Regions from separate parts of the Manis pentadactyla genome. Here region 1 is linked to region 2. Evidence: chromatin contacts called from public Hi-C data. All regions are on one chromosome and are shown on one strand. The core of a region is the stretch at or near the end of the contact, and the rest is flanking DNA. Distances in the headings are between cores, read along the strand shown. Region 1 holds the start of GAS2 (growth arrest specific 2). Region 2 holds the start of SLC17A6 (solute carrier family 17 member 6).

Evidence for each region. Hi-C and Micro-C count contacts between places; a contact is called where the count stands out from the background.
Region 1: a contact with region 2 is called in a Hi-C map of fibroblasts, with 3 times the contacts expected there. The contact joins the promoter of GAS2 here to the promoter of SLC17A6 in region 2. A contact is called at or near these places in 2 of 3 Hi-C or Micro-C datasets (fibroblasts and skin fibroblasts).

Annotation. Positions count from the first base shown.
Region 1 is chr9:61,531,377-61,534,126 of mManPen7.hap1, forward strand. GAS2 (growth arrest specific 2) reads left to right here and starts at 1,463. Exons shown (of 9, transcript XM_036932716.2): 1 at 1,463-1,582.
Region 2 is chr9:61,286,655-61,289,447 of mManPen7.hap1, forward strand. SLC17A6 (solute carrier family 17 member 6) reads left to right here and starts at 1,521. Exons shown (of 12, transcript XM_036932733.2): 1 at 1,521-2,616. The coding sequence starts at 2,531.

The DNA.
Region 1 (2,750 bases), core at 213-2,712, 240 kb after region 2:
AACCTGGAAGTAAAGGTCCTTGGAGAGAGTAATTTGAGTGATTATATTTTCCCAGTGCCTCTGTGAGCCTCCTTATTTTCCCAAACTGGGTTTGCAGTGTTCCTGAGTCAACAAAACTATTGCTTTACACCTTGCTTTTTATAACATTAATATTGAACAATGTGGCAAGAATTTTTATATCTGGAGAGGAATAGGATCTAAGCTTTTCATAATTCAAGGTGTTAGTTTCCTTGAACTCTTATTATATGCCCTGAGAATACTTAAGTTAACATTTATTGGCTCATGACGTTTTGATCATGAAAAATTATCAAGGATGTTGGACTTTTACTTAAATTGTACAGGTTCAGAAACTCAAAGTACTTTGTTGGGGCTCTAGGAATACTCACATCTGGTTAGATTTTGAGAAGATATTATTTAAAACATTTACTCAAATTCATCAGTAACCTATTCTCTGTGTTTGGTTGTTTATATCTAAGCAGTAACAGAGGACTTTTTATAATACTGTTTCTCCTTAAAATGAGGAATGGTTCCTTTTCCTTCCTTGTGGGGAGCTAAAGAGGAATATGGTGCTGAGAGCTGCAACATCACACTGAACTAAAATACAAGGCTTGCAGTTCAGTGCAACCAAATTTTCCATCTGTTTTTCCCCCCTCTTCATTATTTGTAGTGTTCCTACAAACAAAGATTGATGCAGTTTCTAGATGTCTTAGAGCAAATAACTACTTCCAGATGAAGCAATAATAAGCGCAAAATGCCTTTTAAAAATTGTATCTAAAATCATCCACATCACTTGGCTATTGTGGAGCCACAGGTAAGTTAGTCACCGTGTTAAAAATGGTTTCCGCGAGAGAATCAGAATACCTGGGTCACTGCCATCATACCCACTGGAGGGAGGCGCACCTGAAACCCATGGGCACAAAAACAAGACAACTACCAAATGCGTGATTTTCATCTAGACTCCATAGAAAGTGGTGACCTGAGGTGACTGGCACATTAAGCAAGAAGAGGTCACATGGATATTATAAGTGAAGCAGGAACTTGAACGTCTGTCTGCTTCCTGGGAAGACTTTTCGTCTCAGAATACACATACTAATAAACAACAGTTGGAGAAAATTGTCCATGACAGTCAACATAGTGCTGAGCTGAGGCCGAGAGAAGCAAGGGTGGGATTGTATTTCCGTTTGTAAAGCGAAAACAGCCGTGAGTGAGTGCAGCCTCTTCTAAACTCTGGTATTTGAAGAGAATTGTAAGAAATTAAATTGTCCAACTTGGAACAAAGACTGGCCGAAGTTACTGGAAAGCTCATGCCTCTGAGTCTGCAAAAATCACTGGCCAGGAAAGCAAAACTTTTCCAACACCCAATTTTAATACTGTGCAAAAGCCATTGACTGTTAAACCCTGGAGTTAAATATGATCCCCTTACCTTCCCCCGCCCCTTCTCTCTTAGATTAGTGTTTGGGGGACCAAGACGGGGTTGGAGGTTGGCCCCAAACTCGGAACTGCTGCCAAGGGCTTGTAATACAATCTCTCCCCGTTTGAAGGATAAATCAGTGTCAATTGCGTTTGCTGTCCACCAGAAAAAGTAAGCATTTTACTTCCGCTGGGTCTATGTGGACTGATGAAATGTAGGAAATCTGTTTCTGGCAGCGGGGAGAAAAGCGTTTCCCCAACAGCACCAGGAGGAGCCCTCGGAGAAGTATGAAGAGGGGCAGCGCGGCTGCAGATGCCGCTGCCGCGGGGCTGGAGGGCTGCGAAGAGCGGCCGCAGGATCTGCGCCGGGAGGGGCCCCGCCGCGAGACGCCGCAGGAGCCCGGTCGGGAGCCCCGGCGCCCCTGAGAACTGCTGCTGCCCAGCGCCGACGCGGGGGTGAGCCCGGCGGGCCGGCCCAGCCCCCTGCCTCCTCCGCGGCTGCGCGCGCTGCGCAGCCAGGGTTGGGGGCGCCCCTGCCCGCCTGGGCACGTTGGCGGCGGGGAGGGGCGTTAAAAATACCCTCGGGGACTTGGCTGGGAAGGGTGAAAGCCGCGGACAGTGGCCGGGTCTGGCGCTGAATGGGTGGTCGCTGCAGTGGGTGACTCTGATCTCTGGAAACAGCCCTATGTTCCTCATCCCTATTGTGGAACAGCCCAAATGACCGCCGCAGCAAAAGCCGGCTGGGGCGGCTCAGCCAACCAGGGACAGAAGTGGGGTTTTCTAATTAGACCAGCGATAATAAATGCACACTTATGCACCCGTGCATAAGGGTCCCTGTAATGCATGCTCACTGTTGTCTGTTACTGGGGAGAAGGCGCGGAGGGGGATGATCTTAATGGATCCTGAGTGTTTTGCTTGAGTGGAGGAGGCCGGGACGGGAGGAAAGAGCGCGCGACACGTGTGACTTGGGGTGATACTCGCTGTTTTCGACCGACGGGTTTGGCGGAGTTAAGCTTTGTTTTCGTGAATAAACAAACGCTAGCTGGTGAATCAACCCGCCTTGGAAAGATTTTGCGTAGTCTTCTTTTCATCCTAAGAGCAGGGTTTGGGAATCTGAAACTTGGGGATCAGAGTGACCAGCTTTGCTTTGGTGGCATTGATGATTCTGGCAAAATTACATTCTATCAGCCCAGTAAAGTAAATTGTAATTAATCTAGCCCAGACATCCCAAGTTTCTACTGTCTGAAACAGAGAGGGAGCAAAAACGGTGGTTAACATTCTCTTTTCTACATTGCAGTACAATTGGGGTGGGGTGGGTTCAGTAATTTCCTCTAGTTAAC
Region 2 (2,793 bases), core at 271-2,770:
TCACCCTGTTATTAAGAGAGTGGAGGAGAGAGCCAGATGATGTTTATTTCCATAAAGGTGAATGTAATTATGTATTCTAGAAACAATGCTCTCATGTTGAGTTTGTATTATTTGATGTTCCCCCAGATATATATAGTACAGGCTTAGTAATCAGGTTTCCTGGTAGTTTAGATCTTTAGTCATTTGGAGTGAAACTTAAGCAGGAGTTCTTAGAATAATCATTTTTATAGGACCATCTCAGCCTCACAGGTATTTATTTAACTTCTATTTTTTGTATAACTTTCCATAATTTCAAAATTGTAAATATTAAATGAGTTATACTTAATGAAATTGATCACTAAAGATTCTAAAAACATATTTTGAATAGAACTGAGATTTGTCAAGTTCTGTTTAATTTGAATCTTTTATTTGGAGAGAAGTAGTTTAATGTGTTATTTTACTTTTCACACCTTTTGGGACAGATATTATTTTGAGGCATTCCAGAGTTTTAGAAAAATCTGGTACAGTGTTTTATTGGAGACATATATTTTAACACATGCTTTTCAAAATAAGAGAAAGATGCCTCTGGTATCCTTTTCTTTGTCATGATTCATAATGAAAAAAAATATAACTATCAAATTTAACAATGGCAGATGGCTTATGCTACTTTTGATAATGTTTTTCAGCTATCCATTTGGAATACACATACCCACTGTATTATTTGACCTATTCAGGGAACATTCTTACATGACTCTGTATTGAGATTCATACTTTTGAGACTTGGACCCAGGATCCCTAAGAAAAATCTCCTTCCTCTGTTGGTTTAAGGGAATACAAGGATTTTAACCTTGAGAATGTGTTTCAAGGGCAATCTCTTTGGTAATCATTTACCCGAATTGCATCTGAAAGGTTTGTGGTTCTTGTCAAGTGCATTAATAATTAACATTAAGATAGCATGGGTTTCTTAATTTGCTTAATGAACTAGATTCATTGATGCTATACTTTTATGTTTGAAAGCAAAAGTTTACAGGAATGTCTCTATAATTCTGCTTTAGGAGAAGATTGTACAAAGAAAAAAAGCACATTTTAAAATAATACAAGTAATTTAAAATAAAACTTGAAAATATCATCAGTGATAATTTGTTGACAATCACAAGGTATAGCCACAAATTTTATCAGTATATTGATATTTCAGTAGTGTGTTGTAAATTAGTTAAGTGAAAAACCATATTAATACCAAGGAATTTTTTTATTAAGTTGCTTCTTTTACTTAAACAAGAGCACTAAGGTTGCAGCTATTCTTGCAGCCTTTCCCCTTCTCTCCTCTCTCCCTTTCTTTCTTTTCTTTTCTTATCAGGAGTTAAAATGGAACACATGAGTATAATTATGCAGTTTCTGTACATATATTTTATATCCAAGGGAATCCAGGTGCCACGAAATTCCATAAACATAATTGATACATGTTATAATCTTCCTTCCCTGCTACACGGTGAGAGCTGGTGCCAGCATGCTGGGCAAATGTAGGAAATCAGAAGTTACTTGTCAATTTTTAATAAAGTCTTCCTCCCTTGCAGAGCCAAATGCACCATTCTTCCTACAAACTCTGGCGATTATGACATATTCTCACTTGGTTTCCATAGCATCCATTTCTGAAGATCCTCAGAATGGTCTTTGGTCAGGGCGATCCGCCCTGCTCCCCTAGAAACTTGGCAACCTGGCAAGCCGAAAGAAGCGTTCCCTTTTCCGGAAACTTACTCTGTCCGTGGTGCTGAACCATTCTGCCGAGGCGCGCCCTCACAAACGCTGTCAGCCGTGCTGAAAAAAAAAAAATCTATCCTGACACTGCCCAAATCAGAACTGTGTATTTGTTATTCACTCACGTCCTCAAAGAGCAGCAAGCTTTCTCCATCTTAATTCGACTCTACCGCAGAGCAGAGTTGCGCCGGCGTGATGGGTGGAGATCAGAGGCAAGGAGGAAAAACTAATTGCAGCATTGCTCACCTGAGACCTAAGATGATCCCATGAGTTTGGAAGTAGTCTGCTTCTTACAGCAAAGACACCATTTTAAAAAGTACTATTCTTTTGACTTTGCCCTTACACAAGGGTTCTGTGATATTTCCACCCCTCCGTTTAGAAGCCACAAGATTTGACCGCAAAAAAAAAAAAAAAAAAAAGGCTTTGCAAGTCGAGACTTTGCATTGTTTTCAGTGGACTAGCAGGACAAGGACTCGTCTGCACCTGCCCAAATACCATGGCACTGCGCGCGCCCTTTGCCACCGGATCCTCCCCTTCCAATGAGACTTTCTGATTGTGTCTACCAACTCTCCTATTAGGAAACCGTGGGTTGCTTGCAGCTATTCTGTTGTATTCCGTTCTCTCACCCTCCCTCCGCTCTTTCACTCGCACTCTTGCTGGAGGCATACCAATACCATTCTGTTGAGAAGAGAAAGACCACAACTACCTTAAGCGATTAAGAAAATATGCGCAAGTCTCGTCTTTCTTAGCGATCAGTATTTAAATCTGGCAAGAGCCGACACCAGTGTTTGCAAGAATGGAGTCGGTAAAACAAAGGATTTTGACCCCAGGAAAAGAGGGGCTAAAGAATTTTGCTGGAAAATCCCTTGGCCAGATCTACAGGTAAGAGAAAGGAAACCTATATTTGCCTGGGGCTCAGCATGAAAAAATCTGCAGGGCTACTTCCGTAAAACCCTGGTTGCTTAGAGAGACTGTAGTGTGATCGGAAAATCTTTTTTTGTTGCTCATTGCTGGAGTAGGGCTGCTCTGGAAACCTGCTTGTTAATTCAGGAATGTTGC